Regions from separate parts of the Canis lupus genome. Here region 2 is linked to region 1. The links are chromatin contacts, called in public Hi-C maps. All regions are on one chromosome and are shown on one strand. Each heading gives the region's core, a stretch centred on a gene start, on an enhancer-like site or on the middle of the called end of the contact. The rest is flanking DNA. Distances are from core to core; before and after follow the strand shown. Region 1 has its middle 59 kb from the start of IRF2BPL. Region 2 overlaps LOC111097117 (a long non-coding RNA gene).

What was found. Hi-C and Micro-C count contacts between places; a contact is called where the count stands out from the background.
Region 2: a Hi-C map of blood shows a contact between it and region 1, with 1.9 times the contacts expected there. The contact joins two enhancer-like sites. A contact is called at or near these places in 3 of 9 Hi-C or Micro-C datasets (blood, skin fibroblasts and tumor fibroblasts).

Annotation. Positions count from the first base shown.
Region 1 is chr8:50,120,910-50,127,692 of UU_Cfam_GSD_1.0, forward strand. No RefSeq gene overlaps it. Among named protein-coding and RNA genes, the nearest start is that of IRF2BPL, 59 kb to the right of the region's middle. Within about 2 kb of position 3,837, at least 14 of the 20 cell types and tissues checked have an H3K27ac peak or open chromatin away from gene starts, as enhancers often do. A contact at or near this core is called in blood, where this site is marked.
Region 2 is chr8:50,189,637-50,196,419 of UU_Cfam_GSD_1.0, forward strand. LOC111097117 (a long non-coding RNA gene) reads left to right here. Exons shown (of 3, transcript XR_005363585.1): 2 at 2,381-2,497; 3 at 3,193-3,545. LOC119872908 (a long non-coding RNA gene) reads right to left here. Exons shown (of 2, transcript XR_005363590.1): 1 at 6,161-6,783; 2 at 5,237-6,076. Among named protein-coding and RNA genes, the nearest start is that of IRF2BPL, 10 kb to the left of the region's middle. Within about 2 kb of position 3,400, at least 7 of the 20 cell types and tissues checked have an H3K27ac peak or open chromatin away from gene starts, as enhancers often do. A contact at or near this core is called in blood, where this site is marked.

The DNA.
Region 1 (6,783 bases), core at 2,587-5,086:
AATCTCACCAGGGGGCTTCTGGGAATCTGCCAGCCCAGCCTCCCAACTGGCCCAGAGAGTGGGCTGCTGGTCATCCCCCTCTCCCCTTTCCACCACCTCCTCAGCATTGGCCACCCCCTTGGCCTGCAGTGTCTTGGGCCCGTGCCCAGCGCGGCTTCTCTGCCATGTGGCCCTGCACCAGCCTCTTGGCCCCCAGGCCAGGCTGGGGTTGCCATGGCAATGCCCTACCCTTGGACTGCCTCGTGAGCCCAAAAGCCACTGGAATGTCTCAGAAATCCCACCCTTCAGGCCAGCATCCAAACTGCCTCTCCCAGACGGCCACTCTCATTATGAGCAACAGGAAAATCTTTTCAGGTCATGTCCTGATTTTCAGTTTGGAAAACAGATGGCCACCATTGCAAGGCCCCCATACGCCCTTTATTCCCCTTTCCCCTTCCATTCTGTCCTCTCTTTCTGCGCCCAATACTCTGTGGTGGTTACAAGCACAGACAGAGCCTGAGCTCAGATTTCAGTTCCTCCCCCTTCCCAGCCGTTTGACCTTGGATTCATCCTTGGGGCTTGATCTCTTTGTCCTTCATAGAGATGACTATTCATACCCACGTCCTTGACTTTTGTGCAGGTTAAAGAAATTTATTGAATCAGGGCACCTGGGTGGCTCAGTGGTTGTGCCTCTGCCTTTGGCTCAGGGCCTGAACCCCTGGTCCTGGGATTGGGTCCCCCTTCGGCCTTCCTGCAGGGAGCCTACTTCTCCTTCTGCTTATGTCTCTGCCTCTCTCTGTGGGTCTCTCATGAATAAATAAAATCTTAAAAAAAAAAAAAAAAAGGAAACTTACTGAATCAGAATCAGAGCCACCTTCTCAGCAAAGCCTTCCCCACCCTCTCTACTTCAAATCACAAACCTGTCCCGACTCCAACACCGCATCCTCCTCCCCTCTTTATCACCAGCTGACATACCACCCCACCTCTGTCTTTTGGTTGTTGACTGTTTTCCCTCCACTAGAATGGAAGCTCCATGAAGACAAGCATTTCTTTTTCAATCTATTTCTTTTTTTCTTTTTTTTTAATTTTTATTTATTTATGTTAGTCACAGAGAGAGAGAGAGAGAGAGAGAGGCAGAGACACAGGCAGAGAGAAGCAGGCTCCATGCACCGGGAGCCCGATGTGGGATTCGATCCCGGGTCTCCAGGATCGCGCCCTGGGCCAAAGGCAGGCGCCAAACCGCTGCGCCACCCAGGGATCCCTTCAATCTATTTCTATAGCTGTGTCCCTGTGTCTAGAACAGTGCCTGCACACAGAGGGCATTCAAAAACTATTTGTGGAATAAATGGATGAATGGAGACAGGCCAATGGCACGGGATTTTTCACAGGCTGATCCGAGGCACCCAGAGCTTTCCCAGGTGGCCAAATTACCTGGCATGGGGCCTGGCCTGTGGTTACTATTTGAGGCTGGTCAATGCTATTGTCTTGTTCCTCTCACTTTCCTCCACCCACACCCATACCTTCGGCCTCCCAGTGACACCCTCAAGAAGCCCTGCTGGGAGCCCTCAGAGGGAAACCTTTGCTGAGGCAGCATTCTGAGACAGAACCGACTACTCCAGATGCTGACACATCCCACAGGGACAACTTCTGACTGTAAGGCTTTCTCTCCCCTCCTCTCACCCATGAGGGAGTTTGAGTCAGGACAAAAGACTGGGGAAGAGTAGCCTCAGGCCACCCACTTGCTGCCCAGACAGCCTGCCCTGCCTGGAACTGCAGCAGGAAGGACCCCAGGCACAGAACCAGCCCCGGATGGTGCAAGCAGCACAGGGCAGGGGACCTGGGGGCAAGCAGCTGTCCTTCCTTCCTGGGGTTCCTCTGCAGACAGGTAGCAGGAGGTGCAGGCTCCTGAGGGCTACCCTCCACCCCCCAGGGCCACTTTCCTTTTCTATTTTTCCACCAAAGCACAAACAGCCATGCCAGGGGCTGCTGCATCAGCTCACAAAGATGGGATGGAGGCTGGGGTGTCAGAAAGACTGGCCCTTGGGAATAGAGAGAAAGGGGCTTCAGCAGCTTTCTGCGCCCCACATCCCTGAGTAAATCTCAGCTAAGAATACTCCCTTACATTCCTCCAGTAGGCATACTTTCCAAAGCATCATCGTGATGATTATCTTACTGGATCCTCATTGTGGGACGGTGGGGATGGAAAAGACAGGAGTCAACAAACAGAAGAAAAGAAGTCCACCAGCTTAGAGGCCACCAAACCATAGAGCCAAGACATGAGCACCTGGTAGTGTTTCTATTTTGCCAAACTTTCCCACTGTCCCTAGAGGTCCACCTTTGAGGAGGGAAGCCCTGCTCGATCTCTGTAACCTAGGAGGAAACTGAGGTAGAGGGCCTGGCAGGGCCTGGAGTGGAAACACAGATGGCATCTTCCAGGGACATTCCTAAGGAAAAGAATTCTCCATTTCTGGCTTCTCTGGTAGAGCCACGTGTCTTAGGACCTCACATGGAGAGGCCATGACCTCTGGGAGGGGCCCCAGAGCCCTCCATCACCTGGAAGAGAGAGTGTCTTCATTCTCATTTTCTAGATTGTAAATAACTGGCCTAAAGACGTGAAGCTAGCAACCTAGAGGGCGGGAATTCTCAGCCAGGCCTGGAATACTCTGAAGCCTTCTGGCTGGTTTTAGGGGCCGTGGCTACCCCTACCATAGCTCCTGTAGGCCCTCCACACGAGCACTCCCCGGCAGGCTCTGTCCCGCTCCTTGCTCGCATGTCCCTAGGGACACATGTGCTGTCTCTTTCTGGTTTTTTTGCAATCATGTGTGCCCGTTCAGGCCTGGCCCTCATCAGCACACCACATCTCAAATGTTTCTTAGCACCACTATGTCCCAAACAATCTTCCAGGTACTAGGGACACAGCATAGTCCCACGGGATAGAACAGGTCTTTGCTATCAAGAAGCTTTTATGGAAAGGGGGGCGTGGACAGAAAAAAATGGAAGTAAACAAATAAAAAAGATAAGCCCAGATAGCAGCGAATGCTATAAAGGGGCTCACACAAAGTAATTGCATGGAGAGTGACAACATCTTTGAGACGCTCTGAGTTTATCTCATTTCTGCTGAGATTAGGGCCTGTCGGTCCTGCAAAGCCAGGGGTGAGGACACAGGAGGTGGACACAGGTCCAGGGTAGGGCTGTGGGCCAGGGATGCCCCGGGTCCCATGTGGCCCTCATGTCCTTTTTAACAGTTCTTCCTTCCAGGGTCAAGAGTGGCCTGATTGAAAGACGTTACCAACGACGAAGAGTTGAATTTATTTTAAGTGCAGGGGAAAGCCATTGGAGGAAATGATGTGATTGATGTCTTGAAAAGAAAGACCTTGCTGGCTGCTTCCTGAAGAATAAATAACAAAAGTCAGAGGGCAGAAGAGCCAGGCCAGGGGGTGGCTGCGACCACCCAGGCCTGCCGCGATGGCCCCTTTCCTAGATTCCAGTGTGGACGTTGGGGTGTGGAGACGAGGGTTTATGACGGACCCCCAGGATCTCCGCACCCAGACTCCGGCTCGGAGCCAGGCTCGGAGCCCAGGGTCCCCTGTCTGTCCCGGCCTGCGGGGCCGGGACACTGGGAAGGGCCAAGGGCCAGCGCCCGGCCTCCAGCCTCCGTCCCACCTGCGTCCAGCCTCTCCCAGGCCTGACCCACCGGGCCTCCCCGCCTCCCCTCCTCCCCGCAGGAAGCGGGCTGGCAGCGCCTGCTGTGTGACCTTGGGCTGCAAAGTCCGGCTTTGCAAAGTCAAAGTGAGTCACTTCCTCCCCGGGGCCTCCCCCTGAGCAGGCAGCCTGGGGCCTCCTGCCCCCTCGCCGGCCGGGCTGGCGCTGGCACGCACGCGCTCCGCATGCTAAGTGCTCTCCGCCAGCCGCCGCGCCCCGGAGGCTCATTTGTCACCCGCTGCTGACTCAGCACTTCTGGGGAAGGCTTTTCCCTTCGCCTTGGAGGAGGCGGCCCTGGCTCTCCCCTCCCTTCCCTCCAGATCGCGTGTGTGTGGGTGTTTGTGTAGGAGTCGGAGTGTCACTGGGTCTGTGCGCGTCTCTGATGTGTATCAACATGGGTGTGCATTTCTGGGTCCCTGTGTGTCTTTTGTGTGCAGCTGGGTCTGCGCGTGTGTCTTTTCTGTGTGCGCCGGTGCTGCGGGTGCTTGGGTGTTTGCCAGCCTCTTTCCAGTGTGTCTGCGTGTGTCTGGGTGTTTTCCATTGTGTGTGTGTGTGTGTGTGTGTGTGTGTCTGGGTGAGTGTGTGTGCTTCCCCATCACGCCGCAGGCCTTTCCCCCTTCCGGGCCTCTGTCCCCGTATGCTCCCCTCGGACCTCGGCTTAGTCTCAGCGTGAGCCCCACCTCTCCTCCCCAGGTCCCCCCAGCTCCGGCCTGCCCTGCACCCTCTGCCTCCTGTCTTCGAAACACAGGACCTTGGGGATTAAAAGCACAGGCTCGGCAATCAGCCAGATCTAGGTTTCAACCTTGCTTCTGCCCTTGCCAGCTGGGTGACCTGGATGGAAATACTCACCTTTTGAGCCTCGGTTTCTTTCTTTTTTTTTTTTTTTTTTTTTTCTTTTTGAGCCTCAGTTTCTTCACTTATAAAATAGAAGTGATCCTATCTCCCTCCGGGAGACAATCTCGTGATGGAGGCTGGCATATCGCACGCTGCAAAGGGGGCCTCTTATTTCTTCTTAGAGCAATGGGCCCAGTGTCAGGCACACAGCCAGGGTCTAATGAGCAGCACTTAAGAACAAAAGCACTGAGGCTGTCTCCTTGGCTGCTGGGGAAGGGAGGGGTGTGGGAGCCAGTGACCTGGATTGGGAGCTGGGCAGGAGCCGCCTGCATGACAGCCACTGCAAGGAGAGACAAGTGGTGACCTGATTTAGTGCTGCCTAGGGCAGCCAAGGAAGTAAGGGAGGAAGTCACAGGAGAGGGGCTTGGAGCCACTGTGCTCTGTCCTGCCCTGCCCTGCCCTGCCTTGCCCTTCCCCAGACCAAATACTGCCTGACACCCTCAGCTCCAGCGAAGACCCAAGGGGAGCAAGACGACTCGTCCAACTTCAATCCCAGAACAGCCTCATGCTGCGTCCCTGGGAGCCCACTCACAGCCATCCACTTGTTTGGATCTTCTTAATAACCCTAGGAAGGGGTTTCTTAACATCCCCATTTGGCAGCTGGGAACACTGAAGCTTTTCCAAGGTCACAGGGCTAACATGTGGCAGAGAGAACTCTGGCATTCCAACTCCCCAGTCCAGCACTCCCCTGGATGTCTACGCCACCCACCTTCTTCCTGCACACACGTATGCACGAGCACATACCCCCGTGGGCCCTCCCTCTCTGCCCACAGGCAGAGCTCCCACACAGATTGGCACCACACCCTCCCTAGCACCAGCTCCTGGAGCAAATTCTTCCCAGAGCCTGCCAAGCCCTGTTCCCCTTCGTTGAAAGTAGGACTTTATTCAGAAGGGTTAGTATTTATTATCTCTAGGCCTGCGGTGTGGATTCTCATTCCGTCCTTTTGCTTTATCTAGCAGGAGATGAAAACCAGCTTGGGAGAGGGACACAGGGCCTTCCCCCACTGGCAGGAGAGCATGGATTGGGCAGCCTCACACTTCAGAGTCGCTCCCTAGACTTGGTTCTGGGTTCAGAGAGTAGAGGGTAGAGCCAACTAGAAAGCAAACCAGGGACCAGGCAGGTGGGAACAGTGAGAATGGAGGCTTTGGAGGGCAGGAGACCCTACTTCATGCTCCTGCTGCTAACTAGCTGTGTGGCATTGGGCGAATCACTACCCCTCTCTGGACCTGAGAGTCCACATCTCTAAAATGGAGGTTGATCTCAGGTTCCTTCACGGCTCACACACCGTCCTAGGTGCTACTAGACATGGATCATGGTTGGGGTATGCTATCCGTTACCACCAAAGCCTGAGACAGTGGTGGAGGCTCCACCAGTACCACACCCCCACCCCAGCCCTGCCTCCAGCTCTCACTGGAGAAACCAGCAGACAAGGGGCAGGTGGACAGAAAAGGTCTGGGTGCTGGAGATAGGACTTAGAAAAAGTCCAAAGGATGAGGGGGCACCAGAGAGCTTCTTTTATTCCAGCTCCAAGGTATCCAGCCCTGAGGTAGAGACGGAATGTTGGGTTCTCTGCTCAGCTCTGGCGTGGATCTGTAGGTGAAGGCAGGAGTCATTTCTGCTTTTTAGGGCCTGTGACTCGTGGAGAGAAGGGGTTTGATAAGCATCTCTGGACTTCTTGATTCATGATGGGGTTATCCGAGCATGAGGTGGGGCCCCTTGCAAAGCAGACATGCCCATTTCTGTCCAGACACAGTCCAGGCGGGCAGTGGGCGGCTATGGTCTGTCCTTACATGGGGCTGAAGGGGCCCAGCCACTGGGTGACTCACTCTCTTACCCAGCCAGCTGAAACCCGGGCTCCACCCTTCCCTTCTCCTGCTACCCACAAAAGCCCCTTAACATAGCATGCTTGTCACACTGAGACCAAGGTAGAGAAAGGCATTTCCAAAGGTTGGTGGATGGCAACTGGGAAATAAATGGAAGGCCATGTGATCACTTAATTATCCAGCTTTGGAGCCACCTACCTCTGGGCTTCCTGCTTGTGTGATATGATTAACCCCTTGAAGTTTATTTTATTCTTGCAGTATTCTTACAGCTGAAAGCAGCCTACAGATATGAACCTGGTGGCCCTCCTGGGATGTTAGGCTTAGCTCTGTCTGTGAGGAGCGGGGTCTGGGGCCATCAGAGGAAGTCTGATCAGAACAGATCTG
Region 2 (6,783 bases), core at 2,150-4,649, 68 kb after region 1:
CCCCAGCTCCTTAATGTGTGCTCTTCCATTTGCCATTTATTCCGTTATTCAACTATTCCTTTAGGCAGCACTTTCTCAGTCCTGGGGATCTAATGATGAACTAGGTCTGCCTGGTTCCAGCCCCAAATCTAGAAGTCTCCATTTCCTTCAAGTTGTCCTGGTCTCCTGAGGTAATAGCATAGACAGTGCTTGTTCACCACCCCGCCAGCCACGTGACTTAGAGAAATCTATTTCTCCTCTCTGGGCCTCAGTTTCCTCACACATTGAGTGTGAGTGTTGATATTAAAATTTCTTCTCCCTACTTCAGGGGCTTGCTGTGAAATTCTGTATGTTAATGCATCAGGCCATAGAAAGGTGAGCCGGGGTCCCAAATCTCTTCCAGCTCCAAGCCCTTCTCAGTAAAATACCTGGAAATGGAGGCCCGGTGCTAACTAAGGCCTGCCCACACTCACCCTGTCCCTGGAAGATTTCCTTCTGGGGTGGCCAGTCTGCCATCTCTGTTCTTCTGGGCGGGCAGATGAGTAAGCAGTGACTGCCCCTCTACCTAAGAGCCAGAGTGAGAAAGCAGCCAGGTCAGGCTGTCTTCTCTCATCTTTCCTAGAGGGACACAGATTTCCCAAATCCCTGGTGTGCTGAAGCTTGGAGCAGTTGGATTTATTTGGGGTTTTTACTTTTTTGTTTTGGTCAATTTGGAAAGAAAAGAGGCAATGACCTCTTCTTTAAAAAACAAAACTAAGGCAGGAAGTGTGCTGGGTCTGAGTGGCAGGGACTAAGGGTGTAATTACAGGGTTTTGTTCAGCATTTTCATGTAATTAAATCCAAAGGAAAGTGAGCCTGGTCCAGGCTTCTTGGATGCAGAGTGGACAAGAGGGGTGTGTGTGTGTGTGTGTGTGTATGGGTGCCTGAGTGTGTGTGCAGGTTGGGGTGGGGAGGAGAGGCAGAAGGTGAGAGGTGGATTTGCTTTTCAAGTTGAGAAGACAAGGGTTTCTTGCCTTTATTGATATTTTTACATTTCTTTCCAAAAGGCAGCCGATTATTCACCTTGTATCCAGGGCCACTGCACTCTCCTTAGTGACATTTCCCAGCCGCGCACAGCCTTCTCGGCACTGATTTCTCTTCACCCACAGACTCTCCCCCTCCCCACTTTTTCAGATTGCTGCTTTCTGCCTGGATGCCCACACAATAAACCCACTGCAAAATCCACAGCCAGCTTCTTGCCTACAGTTTCCGTACCAGCGACCTCCAACGAAGGGAAATTGTCCCTCCTTTTGTTTTGAACATCTTCTGCACAACCCCCCCCACCTCCCCACCCCCCCCACCCCCGTTCTGCTTGGCGATACTTCCTAGCACCATGGGCCCCACCCAGCCCCCAGCCTTCCCTGCGGCTGCCTCAGTTTCCCCTGGCCAGCTGCACACACCACCTGGTGGTCTGCAATGCCCAGGGTGCCCTCCCCTCACCTCCTGCTCCCCAAGGCCTCTGGGTCCCCCCCCCCACCCGCCACCCGCCCCGACCTTTCCTGGACGTTGTGAACTGGCAGCAAGAATGGATTCACTGTCTGCTCACATTCTTAAAGGCAGGAAACCTGACCCACCCCAAAACCACGAGCTCCAAGGAAGGTCACTTGCATTTTCCGGGAAGGCGGACCTTTGCAAGAGTTAGCTAGGCTGGCCTCACACCCCCCTCCTCTGGGCGACGACCCCCCCCCCCACGGCACCACACCCCAAGATTACCCCCTCAATTTACGCCCCCTTCACCTACTCTTCCCAGGAACAGATTGTTTATCAGAACGGGCAGCCAAGAAACCTACTCCTGTTTCTGGTCTCTGCCAGAGATTAATCACACTTGGGAAAGGCACAAAACTTGACTCTGCTGGGGCGGGGTTGGGGGGGGTAGTTAAAAGACCAATAATTTTGACATTTGACAAGCTGATCAAATTGGTGCTACCTTTACCCTGCTTTCTTTTAATAAGTCAGTACAGAGGCCTGAATCACATTTCAGCCCCACCCGGTCTACCCCCCCACCCTATATTCCCCATCCTCTAGGTCTTGATGTTTGATGCTTTAATAGGACTGACTAGCTTTTAATTCTGATTAACATTCTCAGCTGGGGTGTGTGTGTGTGTGTGTGTGTGTGTGTGTGTGTGTGTGTGTGTGTTGGGGGCTGGAAAGACACATTCACCAACCTGACCTCCTGACAAATCCCCCCTTTTCATCCTTCTCTTTGAAATGACATCAAGATGGACTAGGGAGGGGGATGCAGAGAGGAGGCACGGGGGAAAAAAAGAGGGAGGGGAAAACAATTTATGTGCTTTTCTAAGGCAGCTAGTAAAATTCCTAAGGGAGAACAAATGCCAAAATTGACTGTCTTGGTGTATTTTAGACTGGATCGTTGAGGTGAATCATGTCAGGGCTTTGCACTGGACCTGGAAGCCTGGGACAAGCACACAAAACATCCTGTGGCCGGGAGGTGCCCCCCTGAAAGAGGCAAAAAAGATAGGTATTTGCTCTCACCCAGATTCCTTCCCATCAGGATTTTTTCCCCCTCTAATTCATTGCAAGATAGATTTAAAAAAAAAAAAAAAACTGGGCCTGATAAAGAAAAACCAAGGATAGAAAACGCCCCATAAAACATGGCCCCCAAAGGGAAGGTGCAAAACCCATTTGATCCAAGATATAGATATCTCCACCCTGGATTTTTTTTTTCTTCCCTTTGCTTTACAACTCTGCAGACATCAGGTTAGCAAAAGGTAATAAATAGTCCTTGCACAGCAGGGTCTGGACTAGTGAAAACAGTTTACTGAAATTAATGGGCCTCGCTTGAACCAAAACCTCCACTTTGGAATTAATGCCAGACATAGTTTTCCTGAACTCGATCCAACCGCCTAAGCGGCAGACAATTTTCGTTCTATTTGTACTGGAAAATAAAGCCCGGGCCCTTGATCTCAGTGTAGATTATAATTTTTTTTTTTTTAAATCCAGCACAGTGAACGCTATGCCAATTTCCCAGTTTCTGCTAGCAGAAGCCCTTGTGCTCTGCGTGACGGTCAGAAGTTATCTGGTAAACTTTCCATGGAAAGCCATCTCCGGACTCCCTCCCCATCGGTGGCCTCAGAGCTTTCACCGTGACACTCGAGAGATTCAGGGAAAGCTCTAGAAACGGGCTCCGTTCTCAATAACAACCCTCTTCCCCAGGGCTCTTGGAAAGGCTGGATCTGAACAACGCTGCCTGCATGACCTCCATTTTCCAGCCTCAATGAAGCTCCAAACCAGCCAACCGAAGCCCACCCTCCGCACCCCCACCCCCGTGCTCAGGGTGTCTACCCCTTCTGAAGCTGCTCTTATTTTTTATTTTCATTAATGCATTTTTAAGAGTGAAAGGCGCGCGCACATGCACACGCGCGCACATGCACACGCGCGCACATGCACACGCGCGCACATGCACACACGCACGCGCGGGCTCGCACCCAGCGGCGGCGGCAGGTACGGCGGGGACAGGGTGCCCCGACTGTCAGTGCCTCTGATCCCGGCCCGCCTCGTCCCCCGCACCCCCCCACCCGCCCCTTATTAATAGGAGCCCGGTCGCAGGCAGCCTGCGTTCTGGTTTTCATTGTACAGCCTGCACTGGTGACACAGGACATGTGGAAAATTTTGAGAGCACTGCGGTGAATGGCGTGGAGGGGGAGTGCGAGCAGGGGGAGGGGAGGAGGGCGCAGGGGAGGGGCGGGGAGGGAGGGGAGCGAGTTACTTTTTAGCTTCCGCTAAGTACTTGGCAGCGCGCCAGGCCCGGAGGATTGTGGGAAGCGAAAGCCTCCCCAGTATAAACTGCCAGCTTTAAGCAGCCCTGACAGTTCTGCTCCTTCCAAACTTGGCAGCCGTTCAAAGTGCTCTTTCATTTGAAATGCTGGAAGCCTGCCATGTGCAATGCAGATTTGCTGTGCCTGTGCGCAGAAGGAACTGATAAATGCCGTTGCAGTTGCCATGGGGACAGGAGGCTATCAGAATGGCCTTGTGATCCGCAGCCTCTCAGCGCGGCAGGCTCTCGCTCTGCCTCCTGCCCCTCCTCCCTCTAGTCAGTGAGATGGTGAAATAAATGTTCTGGAAAAAGGTTAACCCTGCCTGCTCTGGTTCCAAAGCCGAGAGAAGGTTAACCTCCAAGCTCTTCCCGCGGGGGGTGGGGGCTTAAGTGGCAGCCCGGGGCCTGGGGCCCTCGGTGGGGAGGGGGAGGGGAGGGGAGGGTCCCCACCCCCACCCCCACCTCCAGACATCACGCACCCCCTCCCCATCCCCCCACCCACCCACCCACCCCGGCCCGGCTTCCTGCTCCCTGGGGGCTTTCACAAAAGCTGTGTTTTTAATAGAGCTTTTCAGCAAGCCGGAGTCTAAGTCTTTGAGTCATCAAAACCCGGATGTAAACACAGCAGCCCTACATTCTGCACGGTTTGCGTGTATTTTATCTTTTTAATAATATTTTGCTGGCAACTTAAAACTGCAAGGATGCCAGAGAGTTAGCCAGCCGCTTACATCATGCAGCATCCATCTTAGGGAGAGTGGCTGCCTGCCCTGTCCTGCTCTGCCTCTCTCTCTCTCTCTCTCTCTCTCTCTCTCTCTCTCTCTCTCTCTCTCCTACCTTGAGACAGCAGGAAACGTGGGTCTTTCTGAAGCCATTTTATTGCAGGAGAGGTACAACCTAAGTGAACCTTCAGGCCGAGTGAGCATGACATCACCTTGGGCAGCAATAACCAAGGGTATGTTCCTGTCGGGGACAAGACACTGGGCAATGGGGGGCCGAAACCGATCTGTCACTGACTCTGAGTGAGGGCGCACTAGTCGGGGATGGTCGCCCCCCCCACCCCATTTTGCACAAGCTGCTCTTTGAAACACGGTCTGATTCAATGTACAGAAACAAAATAGCACATTCAGATTTGGTACATGTTCAGGTCTCTAATGCCAACTCTCCGGGTGGCCTGTTTAATGGGGGAAAAAAATGAAATACTCCGTTCCAGCCAAGGCCCAGGAAGGCCAAGGAGGTTTTAAGGATTTATTTACATTGAACAGTATTCCTCCTCAACCCAACTTGCTCTTTCCTGAAGGTTTCCTGAACCTAAACCTTTGTTAACATCCCAGGAAGAGAACATATTTTTCCAGTGGCTTTCAATATTTTCTGCTAAATATATTTCAGCCCACTGTTTGTCTAGGGTTTCAGCTTTCAGACCTTTATGTACTTTTGACACCTTGAGGCTGTTCCACTGAAAAATGGTGTATGTTTATTAAAGAGGACTTTATGTGCTGGGCGTTGGGGGGGGGGGTACGTTTCTGTTTGGGTCTGTCTCTATAACGAGGGCTTCAGGATGAGATCCAAGTCCGAGGCCTGTTTGGTTTATGAAGCCCCTTTGACAAAGCGGGCCCTACGGAGCTCACACAAACCCTTGAATACCACCGAATGTAGAGGCAAAGGAGCTGTCTCTTCATAAGCGCATGGCTGACATGGAGGCCAGGACGGGGGAAAGACGAAAAAATCCGAGTTCCCAGAGCCTAGCTGCAGTTTCTTTTAACCCACCTCTCTCTGGGTGTCTGCTTATGATTGTCACAACAATTCTGGCCAGGGCAACGCACTCTGTCTCGCTGGAATTTCCTGACTTCAAAGTAGCCCCTTCCAAATAAATAAATTAATCAATAAAAGCCATCTGCTTCACCTTGACAGCAGGCTCAGAGCTGGAAGGGGTAGTGCTAAGCACGATTTTTAGGAGTAGTCGGCCCTCGGGACATTTCGAGGTGGGTTTTGGCTTGGAATTAAACAGGAGGTGGAGGCACAAATCAGGTGATTCAGAAAGCCCCTCTTTCTCTATATCCCCCCACCCCCACTCCAGCCACCACCTTCCCCAGACAATCCAGGCAGCTGGGTTTTTGGCTCTGGCAGCTGCTAAGCTTTGGCAAGCCAAAAGCACATTTCGTGGCGGTGATTCCTTTCCCAAGTTGACGGACATGTTTCTGTACTGAGCGCAAGGGATGTTTCCTGACTGTGCGCATGAATCAGAGGCTGCATTTTTCATCCAGGGCTTCTGGTGACAGTTTTAAGCTGGAAGAACAAAGCAGATCACAATGAGCCCCTATCATCAGGGTCCAGAAATAAAGAATCCATCCGAAAAGCGTAGCCACGTACAGCTTGGATGTATGAGTTTTTAGGTTTTAGGCATGCGAAGAGCAGCCCATTCCCCCGGAAGACGAGGCCCACGTCCATGATTCCAGACACTGCCCTTCCTCTTTCTCTCCGTGTCCTTGTGGTGTTTGCTGATTTGTTGGCTTCAGAAGTTCTTCCTTTTTTCAGCCTTCCTCTCCCAAGTGGGAAGATTTGCAAAAGCCATTTTGTGGCCCTTGAGTGCCTTCCCAGATGGAGGCGGGCTCCGAGATCCTGGGCAGCATGGACACCGCCCGTGCTCTGCCCTGTTACAGCAGGGTGACGACAGAGGGGACGCGGTGGCGAGGCCCCTCCATACCAGGGCCTGAGGAGCCAGCTTCCCAGAAGTCCGTGGATTAGGAAGGTCTGTCGGGACTGCTTCAGGAGCTGCCAGGGAACAACCCCCTTTTGTTTTGCTGTCTAGCATGTGACCAGAATGCTGCCAGCTAATTTTAACCCCACCAAAGTACTGCTGGAAAAAAAACCCCAAAAACAAACAAACAAAAAAAACCTATCTTGCATCTGGAGAGAGGAACGCGGTGGGCTGGAGAAAAGCTTTTTCAGCCTGTGTTCCTTCCTGTTTCAGTTTCCAGACTTGCATTATCGGT